Regions from separate parts of the Astyanax mexicanus genome. Here region 2 is linked to region 1. Evidence: chromatin contacts called from public Hi-C data. All regions are on one chromosome and are shown on one strand. Each heading gives the region's core, a stretch centred on a gene start, on an enhancer-like site or on the middle of the called end of the contact. The rest is flanking DNA. Distances are from core to core; before and after follow the strand shown.

Evidence for each region. A called contact is a pair of places that touch in the nucleus more often than the background predicts.
Region 2: a contact with region 1 is called in a Hi-C map of muscle, with 16 times the contacts expected there. The contact joins the enhancer-like site here to the promoter of si:ch211-212o1.2 in region 1. A contact is called at or near these places in 2 of 3 Hi-C or Micro-C datasets (both in muscle).

Annotation. Positions count from the first base shown.
Region 1 is chr9:22,749,506-22,753,287 of AstMex3_surface, reverse strand. si:ch211-212o1.2 (TMEM189_B_dmain domain-containing protein) reads left to right here and starts at 1,854. Exons shown (of 6, transcript XM_007249191.4): 1 at 1,854-2,359. The coding sequence starts at 2,200.
Region 2 is chr9:22,955,319-22,959,462 of AstMex3_surface, reverse strand. All of the region lies in intron 1 of znf423 (zinc finger protein 423), which reads left to right. Among protein-coding and RNA genes, the nearest start is that of znf423, 9.0 kb to the left of the region's middle. Within about 2 kb of position 1,797, the one cell type or tissue checked has an H3K27ac peak away from gene starts, as active enhancers do.

The DNA of each region.
Region 1 (3,782 bases), core at 605-3,104:
TAATAAGAAGAGGTATCTGGATACATTTTAAATTTTGGCTATACAGAACTGGGATACAATGCACCCTCAGGACAGGCATTATACTACTGTCCTATATCTGTTTTTTATATTAATGTTGTTTAAAAAAAAAAAAAAAAAACACTGAGGTTTTAGGAACACGGGACCTACTCTTGTTTTTCGGCTTTGACCTGAAGTTCCTCATTTAGTCATCATGAGACCTCAGGGGCCTATAAAACGGAAACAAATCGGTTCTTTGCAGAGGTATATACAAGCTTCGTTTTTACTGTGGAGTTGGTGACAGGAATAAGGAATGTGTACTATGTGTACAAATATAGCTATTTTATTTACTATTTAGAATAAAAAGTGAATCAAATGATATCTACTAAGTTTTAATATCCGATATTCATAATAGTAAAACTAAAATACACCAACAAATCTGGCAACACATTTGTATCCATCCCATGAAACAGCCAACTACATACACTGCCAAAAAAAGTCGCTGCCTGGATTTAAATAAGCAAATGATCTGCCGTTGCTGCAGTTGGTCAGATCTAGGTGCACCAACAGTATGTGCTGAAAGAATGAGGTCAGCTGACTACCTGAATATACTGAATATAGACCAGGTTATTCCATCAATGGATTTTTTCTTCCCTGATGGCACAGGTATAATCCAAGATGAAAATGTCAGGATTCATGGGGCTGGAATTGTGAAAGAGTGGTTCAGGGAGCATGAGATCATCATTTTTTCACATGGATTGGGACCATAGAGTCCAGACCTTAACCACATTGAGAATCTTTGGGATGTGCTGGAGAAGACTTTGTGCAGCAGTCAGACTCTACCATCATCAATGCTGCAAGATCTTGGTGAAAAATTAATGCAACACTGGATTGAAATAAATCTTTTGAAATTGCAGAAGCTTATCAAAACAATGCCACAGTGAATGCGTGCTGCAAATTAAAGCTAAAGTCGTCCAACAAAATATTAGAGCGTGTGACTTTTTTTTGGTGGTACCTTTTTTTTGCCAGGCAGTGTAGCTTTATGGTGACAATGCTAAAGTCATAAATATGTTTCTTTGACTTCTATTTTGACTCACATCACTCTACATATACACAATAAATGATGTTTCTTTATCTCAGAACAGCCATCTCATTTAGTTAATATTTATATATTTTTTAGATCTGTCCTATTCACCACCGGTATGAATAACTAGGACTGGAAGTTTATTAATTTATAATTCAGGACACCCAAATGAAATTAAATTGTGTTTAAATAATAATAATTAAAGGTCTATAAAATATTATTATCTTAAATTCAGAAGGAGCTAAGTTTAACAAATAAATGGCTTCAAATGAGTAATAAAATCATGAAAAAAATCATGAAAATGATTTCCTACACTTAATAATGATTACTATTAACGCATTACACACATTCTGCCAGTATCAGGAACTGTATAATTTTACAAGCATTAGTTTTGACTAGAATAAAACGGCATAAATATGTACTGTTGCAATTCATGCTGTGGTTTTCAAACTCAGCTTCATAGCTTCAGACACCATCACAAACTACTCACACACACGCGCGCGCCACGCACTCCAGGGATCATCAGCGTGGTACTTACAACGCAAAAATGAGAAAAAAATGTGGAGAGCTTTATTGCACTAGACTACACTACAGACGATTATATGAATGTAAATACACATTAATTTAAAAGAAAATGCAGTAAATATAGACATATAATGATATTTAGTTTATTTAGAATAATACTGTCGATTTGTTTAACACGTCTCAATGAATTTGACACTTTTACGACACTCCCTAAACTCTAGAAGTCACCAGACCCGCTAGATGAGACAAACTTTCCCTAAATATTCCCTTAGCTGCTCAACAGTGTGCAAATTTAACAGCGAGGGCGTGCGTTTTAATGGTTTTCGCTTCGTTTTTGAATAAGATTGAGGTAAACGAGGTAAAATAGGCATCTGTTGGTGCGGAGCGGACCTGTATCAGTTCCGGGTGTGTGTCTATAGCTAAGGTCTGCTGGGCTGGACCAGGCTGGTCACCCTCACTGAGAGCCTCACTGAGAGCAGAGGAGTGGCCCTGTAACACAGCCTCAACTCACACACACATACACAGAGTCCGGCTCACACTCCGCTCCCACGACTCCGCGGTTTCATGCAGTATAGCTGAAAGGGCTGGGGAGAATGGCGGCGGCGTTGCTGTCGGAGTCGGAGATCAGGCAGCGCTCCATGGCTGAGGAGGATCCGAACGGCAACGAGCACGGAGCGGCCGCCCGCAGCAGCGCGCCTCGCTGGGGACCGCAGCACGCCGGGGCCCGCCAGCTGGCCAAACTCTACTCTCCGGGTAAGAGAAGAGGGCGGTCTGCGGGGACAAACACAAACATAACATAGCTAATCTAACCCGGGTTAACATAGCTAGCGGTTAGCTAGCTAACGGTTCAGTCCTCTTCACCTGAGTGTCTGAGAGACAGCCTGGAGACCTGCTGCTAAGGCTAAACCGCCAGCATTCAGAGAAGATTAAGGCCAAAGCAGTGGAGCAGAGCTGAGCTGTAAATCAAGGTCTAGTCTAAACAGCTACAGGTCCTGTTACTATAGCTACAGCAGGTGGGCTGAGGCTGAGTTTAGGCTAATCTGAACAACACCTGTTAGCTAGCAAGCTAGCTAACCAGTTAACCTGACTACATATGTAAGAGCTAGTTTATCAAGCTGACTACTAACGAGGTTGTTAACTGGGTTAAATCTGTGTTACATTGTTTGATAGTTAGCTAGTCAGTTAAAATGACCTAAATTCTTGTTTTATCTATGGTTTTATTCTGAGACCTCCTAAACATGATGAGTTTCTTTGATTTTACCAAATTCAAAACCTCTGGAATATAATCAAGAGGAAGAGATGGGTGATCACAAGCCATCAAACCAAGCTGAATAAAGTTATCCAAAAGCAGTATGTAAGACTGGTGGAGGAGAACAGGCCAAGATGCACGAAAACTGTGATTAAAAGCCAGGGTTATTCCACCAAACATTGATTTCTGAACTCTTAAAACTTTATGAATATGAACTTGTTTTCTTTGCATTATTTGAGGTCTGAAAGCTCTGCATCTTTTTTTTCTGCAGATAAATGTTTATAGAATAAAACAGCAATGTTCATTTTACTCAAAGATATACCGATAAATAGCAAAACTCAGAGACTGAAGTGGTCTCTAAATTATTTCCGAAGCCACTCATTACAACTCCCCCCCCATCACTACTGATGCCCCAACACCAGGAGGGTGAACACTAGCACGTCTCCTCCGATATGTGTAAAGTCAGCCTCCGCCTCTTTTCAAACTGCTGCTTATGTAGCGTTGCTGAGTAGCATCACAGCGCACTTGGAGGAAAGCGCAGCGACTCTGTTCCGATACATCAGCTCACAGTCGGATTGTGCTGAGCGACATCACCCTTTGGAGTGATGTGGGGAGAGAGTGCCATCTACCCTCCATTATTTTTAATTTATTTTTATTTATTTTATTTTAGATGTAATGTTACAACACATATCAACATCCAGTTTTCCCAACCAAAGGAGCAACAACAACAGATAGTCCTGTCACAATAAGAATTTTTTGTTGACGATTTATCATTTCACAAATGAGTGTAGTTAAATGAATTACATCATTGTAATTTAAAGACCATTTAAATGCCACTGACTGATAACTGAATAGCATAACAAAGCAGTTGTAGCCTTTTAAAACAGTGGAAAAATATTGGTATAATCAGACACTAACTCTTTTTTT
Region 2 (4,144 bases), core at 548-3,047, 210 kb before region 1:
AGCTGAACAGAAACAGAACAGAGGAGAAGAGAGAATCTGCTGTAGGCAACATAAATATAACATGAACTCTCCGGGCTTGTGACAGTACAATGGGGGAGTGTTTAGGAGGCTTTTCTGGGGCTCCATCCACCGTGGCTTTCCTCGCCACTCAAGAACACTAGGAAGAGAGAGGAAGATGTGTTGGGGAGGGGAGGAAAGGACAAATTCTGTACATTCAGATGCTGTTAAATTCTAGGTTTACGTCCATGGGAATATCAGGGTGGCATTAAAACTGTGCAGCCATAAATCTCAAAACATCCCCATGTGCTTGAGTGAAATAGCTTATATTAAGGCCAGCTGCTGGCAAGTGACTTGCAGTTTCACATACTTCACAATACTTCAAACCACATAGCCTGCCTGCCGGCCTGTCTGCACCTGTGCTGCTACTGTTGACTTCACAAAATAGAAAGGAACACATATACACACAATTAAATCTAGAGAGAACAGTTGCTGCAGAAACTGCAAGTGTAATTGTAAGCTTAGCAGTGTTACTGTTATACAGCTTTTTGTTGCTAAGGTGTTGTTGGTGGGATGGCTAAAATGAAAGGGGCCAAGCTTTTGCTCTTTACAAAAGATGTTTGGTTCAAAAGCTCTTCCATGCACAGACAGTAGAGCCTGGAGAGCAATAAAGGGAAAGTGGGCCATGTGTGTTCTCTCTAAGCTAGTGTGTAGAATAGCTAAACATCTTGTCATTAATTCCTATGGAAATATATGCTTAGTGATTTTACGCAAAATGTTCAATAGATCAGTTCTTAAAGCAGGCATTAAACTTTACTGTCTAGAGAAGTTTGAATGTTTGGTAAAAAATATACTGAATACTTGTTTTGTTTGGATGCTTTTAAGCATAAAGAATAAAACTAATCTATTAGTTATATGATTCTATGAGCAGAATGTAGTTTTAAAAAATGTGATGTCTAAAGAAGGTTGAATTGTTGTTTAAAAAATAATCATTCTAATGCATTCCTATGGGAGAGTTTTGGTTTTGCTTATGGTAAGAAAACTCATCAATAGGAATAGTTATCTAAAAATTTGCGTCAGATTTTAGAGAGACAAAAAATAATAACAACAGTATGCTTGCCTACTGCAATCATATGAATGAGTCATTTTTGGTACATTTACATTTCTTAGATGTGGGTCCTATTTTAAACATCATGCCATTTTAGCAGCCTGTGTGGAACTTATTAAATCCCCCTTAAAATAGCAGACAGAAGTGATTTCCAAACAGGATCACCACATTTATAGTTCACGCCTCTTTTCTCTTGTGTCTTAATTAATTACATCCACGTCTAGCAGCCGTTTTCTAAGCCTTTTCTGTGTTGTGAAGGGAGGAGAGAAAAACAAACACACCCACACACACTCACACATGCACACACATAAAAACGCAAATCCGAGAGATGACAGAGGGTGTAATCGCTTGCTATGTGATTTAACAATGCACGTTTTTCAACCCATTCACGCCTTGGTTGTCCTTGACCCTTAAGGCGCTTGTAATGTGGCCCATTTCCCCCCTTTGTACCTCTTGTGGAGAAAAGAGCGCCGTGGTGGTGAGCTCTCGCCCCACCGAGCCTACGGCGCCCCCCTCCGGCGCGCCACAAGCGCTTTGAAAGCGGCCCCCAGGAGCGCGCTCATTTTTAGTAGGGCCAGTTCAGATGAGACGGGGAATGGGAGAGGGGGCAAAGGGGGCCTAGGACCTCCACAGGGGGTCCATTTTAAATGCCGCTCTGTGGAATCACAGGGGGGGACTCACTAAGGGGGAGCCCACCAAGTTAGCCATGACAACGGGCAAAGAGCAGGAGAGGGGGCAACAAAACCCCAGCACGACTCACCGTCACCATGGAGGCACTAGCCATCTTTCTGCATGAAACAATCAAACAAAGCTGTGGTCACGATAGGAGTCATAAGAGCTCAGGCCTAATCCTGTTACTAAACACTAAACATTTAACACACTTAAAAACTTAGTTTGCTTTCAAACTGTTAGCTTTGCATATTTCTGCCTGGGCTTAGCCCACATTGGCAATAATAACACACTCAGCATAAATGAGTGTAGCTTTCAGTCCTCCAGAAGTGGCCTGACATACTTTAAACTTATTTTGAGTTAATCCTGGGCTTTCTGTCTTATACAAGTGCATTGGCAGGCATGGCATCTTCTGCTGCAGGTTTACCCTGCTGTGGGGTGTGTTAGGAAGCATTTGCGAGCAATCGCTCCAGAAGCAAACACAACAATCGTTTTAATCAAACAACAGCTGACCAAAGTGTAAAACACCCTCTTAAAAGTGTTCACACAGCAAATAAACCAAACCATGGTTCAGTTGATCCACAATGAGAACGTCTCCTTTAATGTCTTTGGTTCTATGGTCTGAACTGTAGCTTGAAGTACTTTTCACACCTGCTATTTTGATTTACACCAAACAATGTAGATGTGAAAGCACCTTTAAATTATTATTATTATTTTCTGAACCAATCAGTTTTTTGATGGAGGCATGATAACTCAGCCCTTTTGCGAATTAAACAGTTTTGCAATTAATACATAAGCAACATCCTTACTACACAACTGCTTACTACACACTAATGCTGTAAGGTAAAACTAATAAATGCTATACTAATATTAGTGCAGATTTTCCAGGTTAATGAATTCAATATTAGCATACTAGCAAGTCAGTAGTGACAACCAAAAATACACACTGGTACAAAGGCTGGCTTTGAATGCGTGTCGTAAGTTTGTAATCGTGAGATAGTTAACTAGTTATGCTGGTGGAAATATTATATTTACTAGTGCATATAAATTTTGAGCTGTCTGTTATGGCTGTGCAATAAAATATATTTTTATAATTAAGGTAATACTAGTTTTAGAAAGAGCTTTAATAATCTTTTTGAAAATGTAAAAATAACAGTTAATTCCAATTGCATTTCCTGCATGCAGCAACAGAGGGAGCTTTTATAGAGGTCCACAGTAAAAACTTGCAAAACTACTTAAACCAATTTATTGACTAATAATCCTAATTTATCCTATTCCACATTAAAATTGAAATACCAAAAAGCATTACCACATATCACTTTTTATGTTCATATAGTGCACCCCTAGTGTCAATAAAAATGCTGATAACTGTATTATACTTTGGTTTTAAAACTGAATCAAAAATACATGGAAATATTAAAATGCTTGTGCAGGGCCTAATTCTGTTGCTAAACAATCAAAATGTCCTTTTTAGTTCTACGGAAATTAAAAAATGATGTTACTTGTGGATTCCTTAGGCCTTGTCTTTCTGTTAGCTTAGCATAATTGTGTCTAGTGCTCTGCCCACACTGGCAATTATCCTACTGGCCTTTCAGTCCTTCAACAGTGGCCTGACACATTTAAAACTCAGCTTAACTTTTCTGTCGGCTATTCTTTCTTACAAAAATTTTGTTTGTAAATGCAAAGCGTTGTTTGCCACAATGTTACCATACTGTGGCACATTAAATTAAGAGAAGTAGGAGTTTTTGGACCAATCAGGTGCGAGCTTCTGCCGGTCACTCCAGTCAGTTTCACATCACATCGTTATGTTAATATAAAGACAAAAATTATATTTAATAATTGCTAATTTTTATTCCTTATTTATGTATAATTGTTTTCTTATAATTGACAGCAACCACTTGGCAAAGTGCTCCTTTGTAGCTTGTGTAACATGCAGTCAATTATAAGAAAATAATTATACATAAATAAGGAATAAAAATTAGCAATTATTAAATATAATTTTAGTCTTTATATTAACATAGTATAATATCCATCAGAGTCCTCCCCATCTTTCCTGTGATTGGCTCTTCATTCTTTGTTTTACTTATTCATGTGTATATAAATAAATAAGATGAGTTGATAAGTTTCTTTGATTGTATCAAATTTAAAATCTCTGGAATATAATCAAGAGGAAGATAGATGATCACAAGACCACCAGAAGTGGATTCATCCAAAATCAGAATTTGGGAGAACTGTTGTAGAATAAAACAACAATGTTCGTTTTACTCAAACATATACATATAGATTGTAAACTTAGAGAAATTGATTCAGAAACTGAAGTGGTCTCAGTGTCTAAGCATTTTTTTCCAGAGCTGTATCTATATCCTCATA